Linked DNA regions of Canis lupus: region 1 is linked to region 2. The links are chromatin contacts, called in public Hi-C maps. All regions are on one chromosome and are shown on one strand. Each heading gives the region's core, a stretch centred on a gene start, on an enhancer-like site or on the middle of the called end of the contact. The rest is flanking DNA. Distances are from core to core; before and after follow the strand shown. Region 1 holds the start of BCL6B (B-cell CLL/lymphoma 6 member B protein). Region 2 holds the start of ARRB2 (beta-arrestin-2).

The links. Hi-C and Micro-C count contacts between places; a contact is called where the count stands out from the background.
Region 1: a contact with region 2 is called in a Hi-C map of skin fibroblasts, with 4 times the contacts expected there. The contact joins the promoter of BCL6B here to the promoter of ARRB2 in region 2. A contact is called at or near these places in 2 of 9 Hi-C or Micro-C datasets (amygdala and skin fibroblasts).

What each region holds. Positions count from the first base shown.
Region 1 is chr5:32,256,134-32,260,465 of UU_Cfam_GSD_1.0, forward strand. BCL6B (B-cell CLL/lymphoma 6 member B protein) reads left to right here and starts at 1,647. Exons shown (of 9, transcript XM_038536603.1): 1 at 1,647-1,739; 2 at 2,249-2,439; 3 at 2,816-3,037; 4 at 3,149-3,502; 5 at 3,736-3,860. The coding sequence starts at 2,261.
Region 2 is chr5:32,043,841-32,048,885 of UU_Cfam_GSD_1.0, forward strand. It overlaps ARRB2 (beta-arrestin-2), which reads right to left and starts at 2,095. Exons shown (of 16, transcript XM_038536584.1): 1 at 1,974-2,095. The coding sequence starts at 1,996.

The sequences.
Region 1 (4,332 bases), core at 397-2,896, 210 kb after region 2:
CCCCTTACATGCCAAAGCCACATCACCGTCCTGAATCCCTAGTGATCCGGGATTCCCAGTTCCTCAGAGTTCTTGCCTGCACCCAAATAAAGGTATGCTCAAGTCTGAAGAGGAGGACCCCAGGCCTGGGTGCACAGCTCCATGGGTGATGGGCGGTCATTTCTGGGCGCCTGTGCAAGATGCACAGCCTGGCTTTGCAGCTACACTGATAGCTCTGCACCCTACCCCCCCCCAAACATTGCCACCCCCAACTCTCCCCAGACAAAATATGAGGGTGAGACCCGTGCCTATCTCCCAGATCAGGAACCTAAAATTAGGGTTATCAGCCCCTCCTGCCCTCTCTCCTTGCTTTTACCCGGAGACCTTCCCAGTCTTCTTTCCTTTCTTTTTCCACCCCACCCAACTTTCGGATTAATGTTCACTAAAAATTCAACTCTACCGACCGATTAATAGTGTCTAGCTTAATTAGAAAAAGAAAAGCCTGAGCTCCCAAGGTTCAGACCCCACTCCTTGTCTCCCCTCCGTCTCCCCTCCACCCCCCCTCCCCCAGTTCCCTTGCTCCCGAAGCCCGCTGGATTTCTCACCCCCAGATTAGGAACCCCAGCCTCGGAGGACAGTGTCCTCTGTCGCCTAACTCTCCCTCCCCTCGCCCAACCTTCGTCCCCTCCTAAGGAGGCCGAGGGACAACATGACCCGGCGCAAAGGGGAGGAGGACGAAGGTTTCAGCCGCTCAGACCTAGTGGATCCTGCGCCCCGGTCCGAGTGGACCCCGGCCGGGCGGAGACCGCGAGGCGAGGCTAGAGCTCGTCCGCCCCCTCGTGGAAGGAGTCACACATTGCCAGGGTTCGCCTCCCTGCCGCGCTGGACCCCGGCGCCCCGCCAGCCCCCGAGCGCAGCCGACGGGCGGGGGCCCGAGGCCCTAGTGAGCGGGCACTGGGGGAGGGCGAGCGCCCTTTGGGCGGGAGGCTGGCTCTCTGGATCCCTAAAAGGATTCAGAAGGGAGTCTGGAGCCAGAGTCCCGACGCCCGGGTCTCCTGCGCTTCTCCCGACCCCCACCCCCCACCCGGGGCTTTCCCCACCTCCTCGAGGGGAAGCAGCTGGCGGAGCCGTCCGGTCGCATGACAATGGAAGGAAACGAGCTAGAAATCACATCCGTCCCCTCCAGGTCCCGCCCGATCCGAGCCCCCCTTTTGGTAGGCCCTGCTGCAGGAGCCTGTCATTCACACCGCACCCTCCCGCCATCTGAGCCCCCACGCGAGTCCACCGTGGCCTCCCCAAACCTGGCGTCTCGCTGAGCTCTCCTCTAAGTCCCTCGATACCGTACGTCGGAAGGGGGACTTGTGCTCCATTTACTCTCCAGGTCACAGGCACCCCCTTTCCAAAAGCCAATAACACCGCTTTTCGCTTGCCCCAGGCCCCCTCGACGACCCGGGGTCACCCACATTGTCCAATCTCGATATCCCCAATTCCGGAGTCCCATCCCCGGTCCCACGTTCAGAGGCCCAAGACCCCCGATGTGACGACCACCCGGCGTCCCTGAGGTCCCGCCCTCGGGCCGGAGACCCCGCCCCGGGCTCGCCATCTGGAGAGCGCGGGAGGAAGGAAGGATACAGACCCAGGCGTTCACCCCACCTCCACCCCCGCCCCCGCCATCCCGGCCAGATAAAGGCGCGGAGTCCAACAGGGGAGAGAGACCCCGCCCCCCTGAGAAGAGCAGCCGCAGCCCCTGCAGGACAGGGGTAAGGACCGTGGACTGAGGGAGCCGGGCTCCTGGGTCCCCAAGAAGGGGTTGCTGGTGAGAGGAAGACTGAGATCAGTTATGAGGTTCCAGACGAGGGGGTCCGGGACCAGACAGTAGCGGAATTCGGTGGTTCGGTTGGGGTTTGGAGGGGTGCGGACCGCAGGCCGTCCGAGGTGTCCGGGCAGGTGGCTCACTCGAGATTCGCGCGCCCGGCGAGGCCGAGGGGAGCGGGGTGTTGCACGGGCACCGAGCGCTGCAAACCGAGGGCGCTGCTGGCCGATTGCCTACGCTGGGCGTCGACGCCGCGGCCTGGGAGCGTCCAACTCGCGCCAGGCACCCTGGAGGGGTCTCAGGTGGGGGGGAACTAGCTCCGGGGAGCCCAGCGCATTAAGAATTAGACGGTTCGGGGCGGGTGGGGGGCTCGGCTCCCGCTGCCCTGCAGCAGAGGCGGGGCGAACTGCGGAGGGAAGGCGTCTGAGCCCCGCCTGGGTCCCTGGGCGCCCGCAGGCCTGCGTCGCGATGGGTTCCACCGCCACCCCCGAGGGCGCGCTGGGCTACGTCCGCGAGTTCACTCGCCACTCCTCCGACGTGCTCGGCAACCTGAACGAGCTGCGCCTCCGCGGGATCCTCACTGACGTCACGCTGCTGGTTGGCGGGCAACCCCTTCGAGCTCACAAGGCGGTTCTGATCGCCTGCAGGTTGGAGGGGTAACTCAGGGGGGTGGCGCGGGATCCGAAGGGAGAGGGGTGGAGCCAGAAGGTCTTTGGCAGGGGATCCCAAGCCAAGCCTTCCAGAAGCAGGAGACTGGGGCACCTGGATTGTTGAGCATCTGCCTTTGCCTCAGGTCGTGATCCTGGGGTCCTGGAACGGAGTCCCCCATCAGGCTCCCTGCAGGGAACCTCTTTCTCTGTGTCACTCATGAATAAACAAAATCTTTTAAAAAAATAAATAAATAAAGAGGCCAGAGGAGGTTGAGCCCCTCAGGGGATTGGGGGGGAGGTGGGGCTTTCTACGGTGGCACGTGTCTCCCTGGGTTACCCAGGCCCTAAAGTAGCCTATCTGCCCTCTTTCCAGCGGCTTCTTTTATTCAATTTTCCGAGGCCGTGCTGGAGTGGGGGTGGATGTGCTCTCCCTGCCTGCGGGCCCAGAAGCCGGAGGCTTCGCTCCTCTTCTGGACTTCATGTACACTTCACGCCTGCGCCTCTCTCCAGCCACTGCACCAGCCGTCTTGGCGGCTGCCACCTACTTGCAGATGGAACACGTGGTCCAGGCCTGCCACCGCTTCATCCAGGCCAGGTGAGAGAGCCCCAGCTTCGGAGTCCTCTGTTGGGTGAGGTGGCATCCCAGGTGTCAAGGGCAGAGGCCAATTTTAGGAAAAAGCACTAACATCCATCGCACTTGTCCCAGCTACGAACCTCTGGGCATCTCTCTGCGACCTTTGGAGGCGGAACCCCCCACACCCCCGACAGAACCTCCGCCAGGCAGTCCCAGGCGCTCCGAAGGGCACCCAGATCCACCTACTGAGTCTCGCAGCTGCAGTCAAGGCCCCCCCAGTCCAGGCAGCCCAGACCCCAAGGCCTGCAACTGGAAAAAGTACAAGTTCATCGTGCTAAACTCTCAGGCCTCCCAAGCAGGGAGCCTGGCCGGGGAGAGGAATTCTGGTCAACTCTGCCCCCAAGCCCGGCTCCCCAGTGGAGACGAGGCTTCCAGCAGCAGTGGCAGCGGCAGTGAAGAAGGACCCATTCCTGGTCCCCAGAGCAGGTACAGAACCTGGAACCTCAGGAATTTGTAGAGGCCAACCTCAGCTAGGAGGCAGAGCCGTTGCGCCTGGGTGGTCAGCAGCAGGGAGTGAGGGGGCAGCACAATTAGATTTGGCTCACTGGTCAGTATGGCTCACCTCCAGGGGAAGGTCTTTGGCTCTAAGTCCTCCAGGTGAGACCCTCCCTCCACAAAATCTCTCCTAACCTTTTTCTCTGGGCTTGCCACCTGCCTAGGCTCTCTCCAACTGCTGTCACAGGACAGTTCAAATGTGGGGCTCCAGTCAATACCCCGCATCTCCTCACAGCCCCAGCTCAAGAAACCACTGGATCACACTCTGGACAGGCTTGTCCACCACCAGGTAAGAGCCCTTCCTTTTACCTCCTCCTTGGCTTTTCTTCTGGGGCTGCTCCAGGCGAGTGTTTGGGCCAAAAGCAAAGGCCTGTCCCAGTTACTGCAAATTGGAATCACCTGGGGAGCTTTTAAAACTGCCATTGCCCAGGTCACACCCCACAGATCAAAATGTCTAGAAGTGGGAGCCAGGAATTGGTATTTTTTAAAGCTTTCCCTGAGCAGCAAAGCCTGGGAACTCCTGGCCTCTGCCCATCAGGGCTGAGTGCTGGGCCCAGGACTCGGCAGGGCCTCTCCGGCAAGCTGTGAAGCAGAGTAGTAGTCCAAGAGAGGACACAGAAACAGAAACTTCCACCCAGTAATTGGGGCCTGCACCTACCACCACCACTATTGAAGAGATTAGCAGAGTATTCCGCAGTCAGACAGACATGAGGTCGGATCTTGGCTTGTCCTCATATTAACCATGTAACCTTGAGTAAGTC
Region 2 (5,045 bases), core at 845-3,344:
CCAATGTTCCTAGTTTCCAAGTGAGGGAACCAAGGCATGGAGGACTGAAGAATTGAGCATAAGACCCCAGAGGGTGTAAATGGTGGGACTCAGATGACCAGAGGCAATGTGGCTCTGAGCCCATGCTCTTTATCGCTAAAACTTCATATTCTCCTGTCTCTGCAATCGGCATTAAACTTGTTTAATTGCCAGAGCTCCCTGCCCTCACTCCCTGCCCCAACACCCAGCCTTGGAGCTGAAACAATCTCAGCTTGGGCTCTACCCACTGCTGAGAGGGTAGGCAAGTGTCTGGTGACCCCTATGTTCTGGCCACCTGCAGGTCGGACCTTCCCCATCCCAATCCGCTATACCTCAGTGGCCATCACAGGGCAGAGTCCTCGGATAGTAGACAGTGAGGTCCTGCCAACTAGGCCATCCTTCCTCCAGCCGCCCCCCCCCCCCCGCCCCCCGCTCCCCACCAGTTCTGCTCTAACAACTTCACTTGCTGCTTCTTCCCAGAAGGCCAGGCTGTCCAAAGGTCATGAGGCAAAGGGTATGGGGGTCCCCAGGTATCCCAACCTAATGAAGCAGAGTAAACGTTGGTAATGATGGCAGCTACAATGAGCACCACCTCTTGTCCCAAGCTGGGGGCGAACAGCTATGGCTTCATCCAGCTCTCTTTCCCTTTTGCTTCTAGTTTTCCTTTTTTCCCAGGGTTTCTCCTATTAGGAAGAAAGTCACTGGACTATAGTTTTGGGGTAACTGCCCCGGAGCAGCTGCAGGGTGACCTGCTCTTAGGAGCCTCAGCTGGCCAAGGAGGCAGAGTGTGGGGGTGCCCAGAGGTGCCTAGTGAGGGGGCTGGAAGCAGCAGACGTTCTCTCCATTTCCTGTGGCCCAGAATTAGATGGGGGTGGCAGGAATTATGCCAAGTCAGCAGTACCCCTCTGGTCCATCCATCCTCCTCCCTGAACCACATAACGGAAATTGGGGGCCTCCCTCAACTCAGCAACTTCCCCTTTCTTGGGGGTGTTATAAGCCCTAATCCAGGCCAGCAGTCCTGCCTCTGATCATCTCTTTCTGATATGACTCGACTTGAGGCTCAGAAACCTGGGTTCTCCTATTCTATGGGTGGGGAGCGGTGGGGCTGATAGGATAATGTTTTGCAGAAAAAGAGGCGTCTGGGGACCAGGGCCCAGTTCCTGATGCCTTCTGGATAAAGGCATAGTGCCCCAATCTTTTCCTCCTTTGCTCCTGCTCCCCAGGGACTCAGGCATTCACCCACTATCCCCCTGGGGGTGTTGGCCCACAACAGGAAGTGGATTTTGCTAGAGACCAAAAAAGAGAACTCAGGGTATCAGTGGAAGGAAGGAGCCTCGATTGCACAGAAAACATCCGGGGAGTGGATGGCGTGCCCAGGGCAGATACTGTCTCCCCTCACCTCCGGGAAGAGGGGTAAGGCCCCGAATGGAGGTGGGGGGTCGTCATGCACTCTGCTCCCCCAAGATGAAGCTGTTGCTCCTAGCAACCTGGGGGAAGGCAGAAGTTTGGAAGCAGAGCCACCTGGCCCTTGGGACAGCCCGACCGCCTGTGGGGTATTGGCCAGGAGGCTCTCCCGCAGCTCGGCACGAGTCTAGGGGGGATCCCCTCCCAGCATCCAGCCTTCCCATACCCGACCCCTCGGGGCGGCCACCTGCTCCTCCTTCCTCCGCCCCTGCATCGCAGCCTACACCGGAGAACTCGGTTGTCCGGCCCCCACATCCCTGCGGGAACCCAGACGCCGCTTTCCTGCTCCCCTCCAGCCCTCGCCGTCTGCAAGGGCCCCACATGCGTCCCCCTCATTATCCTCGAGGACCGACGCGCGCGGCCCCAGATGGCTGTCCCCCCGGGGACCCGGCCCCCCCGGTCCTCTCCCCCGGTGTCCTGGTCCCAGGACCGCCCCGGCCCCCGCCCCGCGCCGCCGCCCACGTCCCGCCGCGGGGCCCCACCTCCCTTACCTGGTGCCCGGTTTCTCCCCCATGGTGCGCGCGCCCGCCCGGTTCGCGGCTGCTCGCAGCCTCCCCGCCTGCCGCCGGGTGCCTGCTCCTCCCCGCGCCACTGCGCACGCGCGCCCTCCGCGCTCGCTCCCTCCCCCGCCCCTCGAGCCCCCTCCGAACCGGGGGAACCGGGGCCCGATGCGTCAGCCCAGACCGCGCGCGCCGCGCCGACTGGCTCCGCCCCCGTGCCCGCCCCGCCGCGGCCCCGCCCCGCGCTCCCAAGGGGTCCCTCCGGCGCGCGCGGTCCCCGGTGCCCGCTCTGCCCGCCCATCTCTCCGCCCCTCCACGCCCCCGGCGGGAACCGATTGGGCTCCCCGGAACCGAGGTGCCCGCCCGCCGGGAGGGCGAGGGCCCGGTGATTGGCTCCCTGCGGCCAGGGCGCCTCGGGGGTCCCCTCCCCTTTGTTTGCTTTCTCGGAGGCAGTGGGGGCTACGCGGGCGGTGGAAGCGGAGGAAGGAGCCCCGGCGCGGTGTGGGGAGAAGGATGCGGGGATGCACACGTGGGGGAGGAGCCCCAGCTGCGTGATGCTCGCTCCGGCGCGCGCGCCGCTCACCTCAAGGCTCTCAGCCTCCGTCGGCTCGTCCGTCCGCTTCCTTACTGTGGTGTGTCAGCTCCCTCTGCTGTCTGTCCCACATCTGCAGGGTTGCTTGCCTGTGTTCTCTGACTACCCATCTCTTCCATCTGCTCTCATCACAGCCGGCATCCGTCCATGCACCTATGCTCCCGTCTATGTGTGCATCCGTCCATCTATCCATGCATCCATGCCTATTTCGTGTTAGTCACTGTTCTAGGCGATAGGGACACAGACACGAATTCCCAGGGCCCCTGCTTTCTAGGACACTTTGGGAGACACATAAAACAGGTCTTATGATCCCAAGAACACTAAAGTGGAGGTATAACCCAGAAGGCAAAGCAACTACCAGCGCTTAACTGGGGCAAGGGCGGAGGGAGGGTACGCAGTCCAGAAGAGGAGACATTTGAGGACAATATTTCTAAGGGTGGCCAGAGGTTGAGAAAAGGTATTGCAAAGCCACAGAAAGGCAAGTCGTGTCCTCTTCCGAAGAGTTTGTGGGGTTCCACCGCAGGAGAGGTGAGGTGGAGAGGGGGACTGGAACAGGGTGTGAAGGATTCCGCATAGCAGGTGAAGGGACAAGGTCTTCTGCGGAGCAGGATGTGTGGATCCAGTTAAAGAATGGCACAGTGAGATTTCTCCTTCAGGAGGATAATCCTGGGCAATGTGGACGGTGGAGAGAGTGGGGCAAGGCTGTCGAGGCTAAAACTAAAGAGGAGAAGAGAGGCCAGGCGAAGGAGCCATTTCTAGGGCAGAGTGGATGGGATGGGGAGAGGATGATGGGTGCCTGACATTTCTGGACTTAAGGAGCTAAGGTATTTCTCCTTCTTGCACGTCTTTCCCACCCAAATGAACTAACTTCATATTTATCCCCCCACTGTTCCATTTGCCAAAAAATGACAGTCTCTGGGATAATCTTTAACGTTCAAACAGAGGCAGTTCTGTCACCACCTCTTAAGCTCACCCTTCATCCCTTTCAAGCTTTTGATCATGCATTTCTTTTAGACTCATGAATCACGATGTCAAAGGGTCATGACCAGAAGGTAATGAGATACACCTTGCTACATATCTAATGTGATTTTGGAACCGAAAGGTAGTGATCTGTGTGGCATGAATGCTATGTGTTAAAAGAAGCTAATATAAAGACAATTTTAGGAAGATGTTGAAGAAGGCTAGAAAGAATGAAAGAGGTACACCAAATACTAGGTGGGAAAAACCATCATTATAAAGATGTTTCAGGCGCCTGGGGGCTCAGTTGGTTAAGCATCTGCCTTCGGCTCAGGTCATGATCTCAGAGTCCCGGGATCAAGTCCTACATTGGGCTCCCTAGTCCACGGGGAGCCTGCTTCTCCCTCTCCCTCTGCCTGTTGCTTCCCCTGTGTGCACATTCTCTCTCTCTCCCTGTCAAATAAATAAATAAAATCTTTAAAACAAATTAAGATGTTATTTCTCTGCAAATTGTCTATAATTTTAGCACCATATCAAAGTAGCAATGGGAGGCTGGTCCAAGGTAGTAGGTTATCTCAAGTGATAGTTCACAGTTACAGATCGAACTCCTTTCTACTCTTTCCCCCATCCTCACTACTGCACCTGACTAGTCCTTAAAAATAAATAACAATGGGACTTTTTCGGGGGAGAGGAATTGGATTCTAACCAATCAGAAGAATCAACTTACAAGGATAGCCAGAAAAATTCTGATAAATAAGAATAAAGCAAGCATTTGTCTTAACTGGTAATTTATGTTACACTAATTAAAATTATGTTATTGGTGCGATAATACTAGATAGAGCAGTGAAATAGGGAGTCCAGATATAGACTCACAGGATAGCATTCAAGTCAATGAAGGAAGAATGGCATATTCACTAAACTGGGGTGAGACAGCTGGCTATTCATTTGGGAGAAAAAAGTTGTTTCCATATCTCATGCCTTAAAATAAATTCCAGATGGGTTAAGGATCTAAACGCATGGAATACAACGATAAAAGCATTAGAAAAAAAACAGGAAAATATTTTTATAATCCTGGAGGTTAGGAAAAGCCTCCTAAGACATCAAATGCCAGGGTTTGCACTTTAGAGTATTTACCATGTGCCAAACATTGCTCCGGGCACTTTACAAATATCAATTTACTTAATACAGCCCTATGCATTAAGGTTTTATGATTATCCCCACTTTTTTTTAAGATTTTTTATTTATTTATGAAAGACACAGAGAGAGAGGCAGAGACACAGGCAGAGGGAAAAGCAGGCTCCATGCAGGGAGCCCGACATGGGCCGAAGGTGGCGCTAAACCGCTGAGCCACCCGGGCTGCCCATAAGGAGCCCTCTTAAAGGATGGCAAGAGGGTATCAATCACAGAGAATAAAAGAATAATGTCTCCAGGCAGAAGCAGCAGCGTATGCAAAGGTTCTGCGGTAGGGATGGGCTTGCTGTTGGATAGAAAGAAGGCTATTTTGGCTCAAGGAC